Regions from separate parts of the Dromaius novaehollandiae genome. Here region 2 is linked to region 1. A link is a contact called in public Hi-C data. All regions are on one chromosome and are shown on one strand. The core of a region is the stretch at or near the end of the contact, and the rest is flanking DNA. Distances in the headings are between cores, read along the strand shown. Region 1 has its middle 60 kb from the start of NUDT14. Region 2 has its middle 20 kb from the start of GPR132.

Evidence for each region. Hi-C and Micro-C count contacts between places; a contact is called where the count stands out from the background.
Region 2: a contact with region 1 is called in a Hi-C map of liver, with 4 times the contacts expected there. The contact joins two enhancer-like sites. A contact is called at or near these places in 2 of 4 Hi-C or Micro-C datasets (liver and ovary).

What each region holds. Positions count from the first base shown.
Region 1 is chr5:9,888,078-9,891,570 of bDroNov1.hap1, forward strand. No RefSeq gene overlaps it. Among named protein-coding and RNA genes, the nearest start is that of NUDT14, 60 kb to the right of the region's middle. Within about 2 kb of position 1,949, at least 2 of the 2 cell types and tissues checked have open chromatin away from gene starts, as enhancers often do.
Region 2 is chr5:10,270,770-10,274,262 of bDroNov1.hap1, forward strand. No RefSeq gene overlaps it. Among named protein-coding and RNA genes, the nearest start is that of GPR132, 20 kb to the right of the region's middle. Within about 2 kb of position 1,587, at least 2 of the 2 cell types and tissues checked have open chromatin away from gene starts, as enhancers often do.

The sequences.
Region 1 (3,493 bases), core at 699-3,198:
CTTTCACACCCACAACACCCCACATCAAGAAGTTCCACAGCCTATCTACACACTCAAAGATCTGTCGCCTTTCATTTGTTTGGAGCCTTTCCCTGTGAACGTCATTTGACATCCCTAGTTCTTGGATTGGAAGAGCCAGCGAACAAGCAGGATCTGTTCACCCTTTTTGTGTAACTCACGGTTCAGAGACTTCTGTTATATCTTATTCAGTCCAGGTACTCTCTGCCTATGTCCATGTTCATGTCCATGTCACAGGTTCGGTGTTATAGCTAGAGAGATACACAGACCAGGCAATTCACATCCCCATACACCTCGCTCAGTTCATGCAGCTCAATAGCCAGGACACGGTGCAGTTTTGCCAAGAGGTTAAGGGGAGCTGTCGTGCAGTTCATGCCACGTCGTAGAAACCTATCCCCACTAGCACTACTGAACTGTCCAGCCCTAATTTATGGTTGTTCTTGTTTTTTTGATTTTGGCCCATTGGCCAGAACAACTTTCATGGTGAGCTGGAACCAGGGCTTAGATTGCATATATTTTAAGGCCCAGATGACATATAGCACCATTTAAAGGCAGTGGGAGAGCAGGGAGCTCCGATTCAGTAATCAGTGGGAGCCCAGCACCCAGGTATCATTTGTACTTTTCAGAATGTCTGTGTAATAGCAACAGGGAGAGGGAAGGAGCAGTGGCCCTAGGAGCTTGTGGGCCATGAGGCATCATTAATTCACTAATTAAATGATCAAACTCTGCTTGCCCATCAGAGCCCTGCTCCCTGTATTGTGTCCCTCTCACTTCTCTGGCTTTGGCTGGCTCCTTCCCTTTTTCAGGTTTGTGTCTGACTCTGCTCCTGGATGTGGTTCTGTCCTTTGAGACACACATGCATCTTTCCTACCTCTGGATTTCTTTACTTGATGTATTGATTAGATATCTACCCATTGTCTTACCTCTGCCTTTAGCAAGAGAAATAGATAAGTCCTAGGAGATAATATTCTCCATGGCAAAAACCATATCCAGAAAGGTAGGGTTACTTTAAAATCATTCCATGAAGTGGTCAAACTTGCACTTAAATAGCTGGAAAGAGGGGATCTGTGCACAATGTGCGTGTTTCAGTTCTTGTACTGATATGGGAAACATGCAAAAGCTGGCAAGAAACCTTTATTAAAAACTGGTTCGGCTCCTCTGGCTGTTTTGTAATGTGGACAGGACCTGTAAGGCTTTGTGCTGAACTGCTATAAACAGGAAACGTTAACAATAGCTCTGAGACAAGAAGGCTCCCCTGAAAGCCAGTGGCCCAGATCCTTGGCTGGTGCTAATCAGTCATTCAACTGGGTTTCAGGGAAACTGCATCGATGACATCAAATCTAGTCCCAGCTCACATACCCCTAGTAGAAAGAAAAGGGGACAGCAGTAGAAGATGGGCAGGGGGGGAACTGTTTTATTGTCCAGTTGAATGTTTCTCATATGTCAGAAAAGAGTTGACTCTCTAACATCTTTTCAATGCATACAGTAAATATCCCCTGCTTCACTGGCAATTTTGGATCACACCAGAGGAGATGCTGGCTTGTCACATACGCTGAAGGACTGAATAACCCAGTTAATCATTTTGCCACAGGAAAATGCTTCTCTTCTGTGATAGTTCCCAAGCAACATCTGATTCATATGCTCTGTAAAACAGACAAAAGTGGTTTGGTACCAATGGGCAGCTGTTGGACAGGAGTATGAGTGCAGAAAGTGTGAGGCAGAAGAAAGTCTAATTTCTAAAATAAGTGCAATAAACTTAGATTTCCACTTCCTATACGGCACTTTGCTCAGCTCAGCCACCCTTTGTCACCACCTCTTTTTTTCTTCCATCTGCCTGTCTCTCAGGCAGGGATTTTTTAGCTTAGGCAGGTACCTATACCTATCACATACAGACTGAGGCTCTTGGCTGCCCTTAGGTGCCGCTACAGTACAAATAAATAGGTCTGGTTTTAGCTTAGGCTTCCCATGTGTGAAACCTAGCTTTTGCACAGGCTGTCTTTCATGTTAAAGTTATGAGTTTAAAGGACCAAGTTCATCGGAGTTACACCATACAACCCTTATAAAGTCCCACAGCCCTTCAGAATAGACTACTGTTTTGGGGTTTCAACACATTAGCTGAGTCTGCTAGTTCCCAAGCTATTTTTTTTCTGGGTGCCTCTTTCATACTTGCACATTTTGACTGCCTCCCCTTCCTAGAAATGGGCCTTCACAGTTGAGCTGTCCTGTTCCCTGTGTGGACAACTTCATAGACCCCCAGTTGCTTGATTACACAGTTCCCTACCTCCAACTTTGCAGGTGTTGTGGGTTACAGCTTACTCCTTCACAGAGAAACACTAACGTGCAGAATGCTTCAGACTTTGCGAAGGATGCTAGAAGTAACTGTTCTTCACTTTCACCAGTACAAGAAATGCACAGATCTACACAAAATGGTGAAAGAGCAGTACAGAACTCCTTGCCCAAGTTCACCACTCATGAGCAGTCGGTAGACTTTGGTTAGCATTTTCTGAGAGTGCCCTCATTGCAGCTCTTAGCTTCTCGTGCAGATCAGGGGATCTAATTTCTCCATCCTATGCAGTCAGTTTCTCTAATCCTCAGTTGTGAAAGTAAATCCTTTGCTATAAAAGGATTCCTTTCTGTTTTTCTCTTGTGTCCCAGTTTAAGATGAGAACATCCTGGTTTCTTTGTTTGCCCATCTGAGGGTACTCTCTTTTTCTTCAGACTGCAGAGATTCAGATCCCAGGCCAGATTCATCCTCAGAAACTCTGGTGTTCAACCAGAACCCAGAATAACAACTTTTCTTTGCTGTGTAGCGTTTCAGAGAGATATAGGAAGGAAGAGTGAAAGTGTTTCAAGGATTCTTCCAGACTACAACAGGCTCAACCACAACATTCAGTGATGCAGCAATTTCATGAAAATAACCTCAATTCACAAGTTATGCAGAGTCTCTCCACAGCAATCCGGTGACTGAAGTAATAAGGTTAAACCAGAACAAAACTCAGTCCCTGGGATAGGCAGTGACTTGCCCACAGCACCGGAAAGAACAGCCTTAGATTTGTTTTATGCCCAAGGATATGCAATTTCTGCCCTTGAAATCATTTCCTAGAAGGAAAGACATAAATTAGAGGCCATGCTTTCCTCTCACTATGAGAAAAATCCTGTTCGTTTGGCTGCAGTACATTTGTGAGCTAGGCCAAAACCATTTACATGGGCATTTCCTGCTCACCTGTAGAATCACTCCAGGAACGGCTAGAGGAGACCACTCCAGGGCACAACCATGACAGCACCAGTGGCCAGACCCAGACACATGAGTATATAAGAAGACCACACCAGACAGTCTGGGACAGTCTGGGAATGCTCTTTTGCTAAGTGTTCAGTCCTCCAGATTTATCTTCGTTCAACTGATGCCAGAACTAAGGCAAGGGGCCTGTGGGTGTGCAAGGAGGTACTCTGTGGATTCAAAGCCTGGGTACCTAAT
Region 2 (3,493 bases), core at 337-2,836, 380 kb after region 1:
TTTGCATTACAGTGAAGCCTGTGAGTTTCAGACATGCACAGTGCTTGGTGCTGTATGACAGTAAATCTACGGGCAAGTCACTATGCCCAAATCTGCAGAAAACAGCCACTCAGTGGCTCTCTCAACTCAGAGTCAGACGTCCAGGCTTCCTCCATAGGGTATAAGAAAAATAAGGGACTGAAGACCCTAAGAAATGAGGTAACTGGGTAAGGCACCCAATGGAGAATGCAAGGAGAAGGGATCAGATGTTTCTGTCCACTTGGGAAAGTCACCACTTCTAAGTGGCTGGGTGTGTGTCCTCAAGAGGCATCATTAAAGATTTACCCTGTGCTTCCACTCCTTCACCAGCATCTGCCTTCAGCCAAGACCAGAGACAGGACACTGAGCTACAAGGACCTTCCAACTCAGCTCTTTAGGTTTTATGTGAGGCAGCTCAGTTTCTTCCCACAGAGACATGTCAGCTTTTTATCAGTAGTCAAGATGCCCACAGATTTTGTGGATAGCTCTTGATTTCTTTTTCCCCTGTTCCAGGGAAATGCCTAAACTAGCAGGCTCTGGATGGTTTCAAGAAGGGGACTCTCAGCCCCTCTTATTAAAGCTTTTCATGTTCGTGCTGCCAGTTAGCTGATTACTGGAGCAGGAACTTCTAATCTGACTTTCCCACACCACACATGAATGCTTTAACCATGGAGCTAGAGAGTCCATCTTCCACTTCTTCTCTCTGGTCCAGTGAATGTTTAATTATTTATAGAACATGAAACTGCTTCAGCAAGACAGTTCGAGACTGAATCCTAGAGGCTCTCCCAGCTGGATGCTCACAGAACTCCTTCAGAACATGGGAGGCTCTGCATGAAGCATGGGAAATGGAGATGCAAACCTGGATACCCTACGGCCCAGGAGAGGTCTGAAACCAGTGGCATACATTTTCTGTGCATGTTACTTATGCTCTGAGAAAGCTTATGGTACAGGATCATTTATATGGCTTCACATGCTATGTAAATTTAGAGTGTGAAACCTTAGTCAGGTCGGGAGAGAGGATGGGCTTCCCATTTGTTTCCATAGGCCAGAAAGTTATCTGAGAATTGAGCAGGATTTAGGCATGATGATCTTGGCCAAGTCAAGATTTAGGCTGTTTTGCATTTATTAGCATGTCAGAAACATAAGCATTACAGCTTGGTGGGACAGATGCCCAGCTGTTAGTTGTCGGTTCAAAGTGGCAATTAGATACCTACCTGCCTTTGTGGAGTTAGTCTGCAGTAACTGCATAAAGCTGCAGAAATGCTATTTAAGCAGCTGGGAGTATTCAGTTAGAACAGAGAGGAGGAAAAGATGTAAAAGCATATATAAATGCTACCAGAAATGTGACTTTCCTGCGGCATAGCCTTTGCTTAGGTTGTATATCACAAGGAGAGATTTTATTAGACCTCATTAAATTTTAAAGCCTTAATGGTACCTTCTGTACTGCGTGATTGGTACAAAAATGAGAGCTTGACAAACCATTAATGCAGCAAGGCAAAAGGCATCCTATGCTGCAGTGTTTGTGGCTGGGAGATAAGCTCCTGGCTGCAGGGCATCCACAGGATTAGCATGACATCGTCTGGTGAAACCTGGTATGAGTCCTTCAGCTCAAGGCTGCAACACCCCTGGGCTGGCAGGAGCAGATCAGGGAAGCAGAAAAGATTTACAAGGTAAGTGAACTTGTATGGATGCCTTTCAGAAAAGTGTGGGAGTGGGACAGTCTGGATTATAGGCAGGGACTGCAGTGAACAAAGTGGCCAAGTATAACAAACTGGGTAACAAAATTGTAAGCAATTCAAAAGCCTGGATTCTCACTCTGTAAGAATTGGTTCTGCTATGGCTAAATTTATCCACCAAGTCTACTGACTTTTTTCTTACTACTTTTCCCTGAATTTACCCACTCCTGGCTTCTTTTGTGCCTTAAAACTTTAGCCACTAGCTAACACGGTTTCTTTCTTTCTATTTGTCTATCACCCTCCAGCCACACTTTGCAGACGAGAGCAAACCTGCAGTAGTACTAGCTATAGCATAAACAGCCAGGGAGAGGATTTAGTCTCTCCATCTGAGCAATAAACTTACTTTCTGGTGGACTCTCTGGCAATGACTTGTACCTTTGCATTTAGAAACCAAGAATTCACTTGTAAGGCTGGTATATTTTAAGGGCACCAAGGCTGAGGTTTTCAAAGATGCCTAAGGGTGCTAGGTGTCTGAAAGCTCAGTCTCCTTGGATGTTGAAGGCCTAAATGCAGTTGGATCTCTCTCTCTCTCTGAGCTGAACAACCACAGCAGTGATCTGAAACTGTGTATGTTTGTATCCAGGTCAGGGAGAGAGTATAAGAGCTCATTTGCCTGACTCACCAACTTCCTTGCCAAGTGAGCATGAAATTTTCATGACATTGCAAAGTAGCTGATCCACAGCCTCCTAAATGTCACCGCTCCAGAGATTTTATACCCAGCAAGCACCTTGAGTAATAGCTTTGCATTTGGGATGCAGGAGATAGATAGGTTTTTTGGTGGTGGGAATGCTGATGGTTTGGGGAGAATCTATCAATTGAATAAGGGAAAAGAAAGTCTCTATAAAATCTTGGGTGGGATGATAGCACCTGCCAGCACTGTGCAGGAAATTCTTGGACAGCTCATAGAAAGATCATGGATGGTTTTGATGATAAGGTTGTCCCTGGGCCATGGGAACAATCTCCGAATGTGGCAATAGAGTCCCTATCAGCCTACATTTTTAATACAATCAGTACCAATCACTCAGATGGAGCTATTGCTCTCCAGGGAGTACTGAACATCTGTCTAAAAGTCTTTTAATGGCAGCTTAAAGTGATCTTCTAGGATCATTGACAGCTTTGCTTTTTTAAGATTGTGTTCATTATTTTTAGGTGTTGTCCAGACTTCTAACAAAAAAGTGAACAGCCCAAGTAGTGACTCTGAGCGTTATCTATCATTTTCGAAGTACCAGAGAAGAAAGACAAAGAGCCTCAAAGTCTAAATGTTGGCAGTGCTCTTCCCAACTTTCTTCTCATCATTGGCACAGAAGTAACAATGGGGCCAAATGAAACATTTCACCACATCCCACTTCTGCAGCCTCACACTCACATGGGACTCCCTGGTTTTGTCTATCATACCCAAGGTGTGTCAGACGTTTTCTTCACCAGGACTGAGCAGTTTCCAACACCAGGGTCATTCAGCCGCGTATAGCCAAGAGAACAGTCCTTACCCTGAGGAGTGGAGCAGAGGGGAGACTGAGGCTGCTGTGAGAATGGGGAGTTGTGCCTGGGTCTAGTTAATTCACAGGCCACCTTAGATGGTAACAAAGATATCTGCAGCCTTTCATAGTCCATTTTATACAGGAATTCTTGTTATTCCTTATTATTCATTCATTCGTTCAGACCATGCTAGGAAGTGTCCACAGTGTCTAGTGGGGACTTCACGTCCTGTAGAGACCTAAGAGTCACTTCACTGTGAGTAT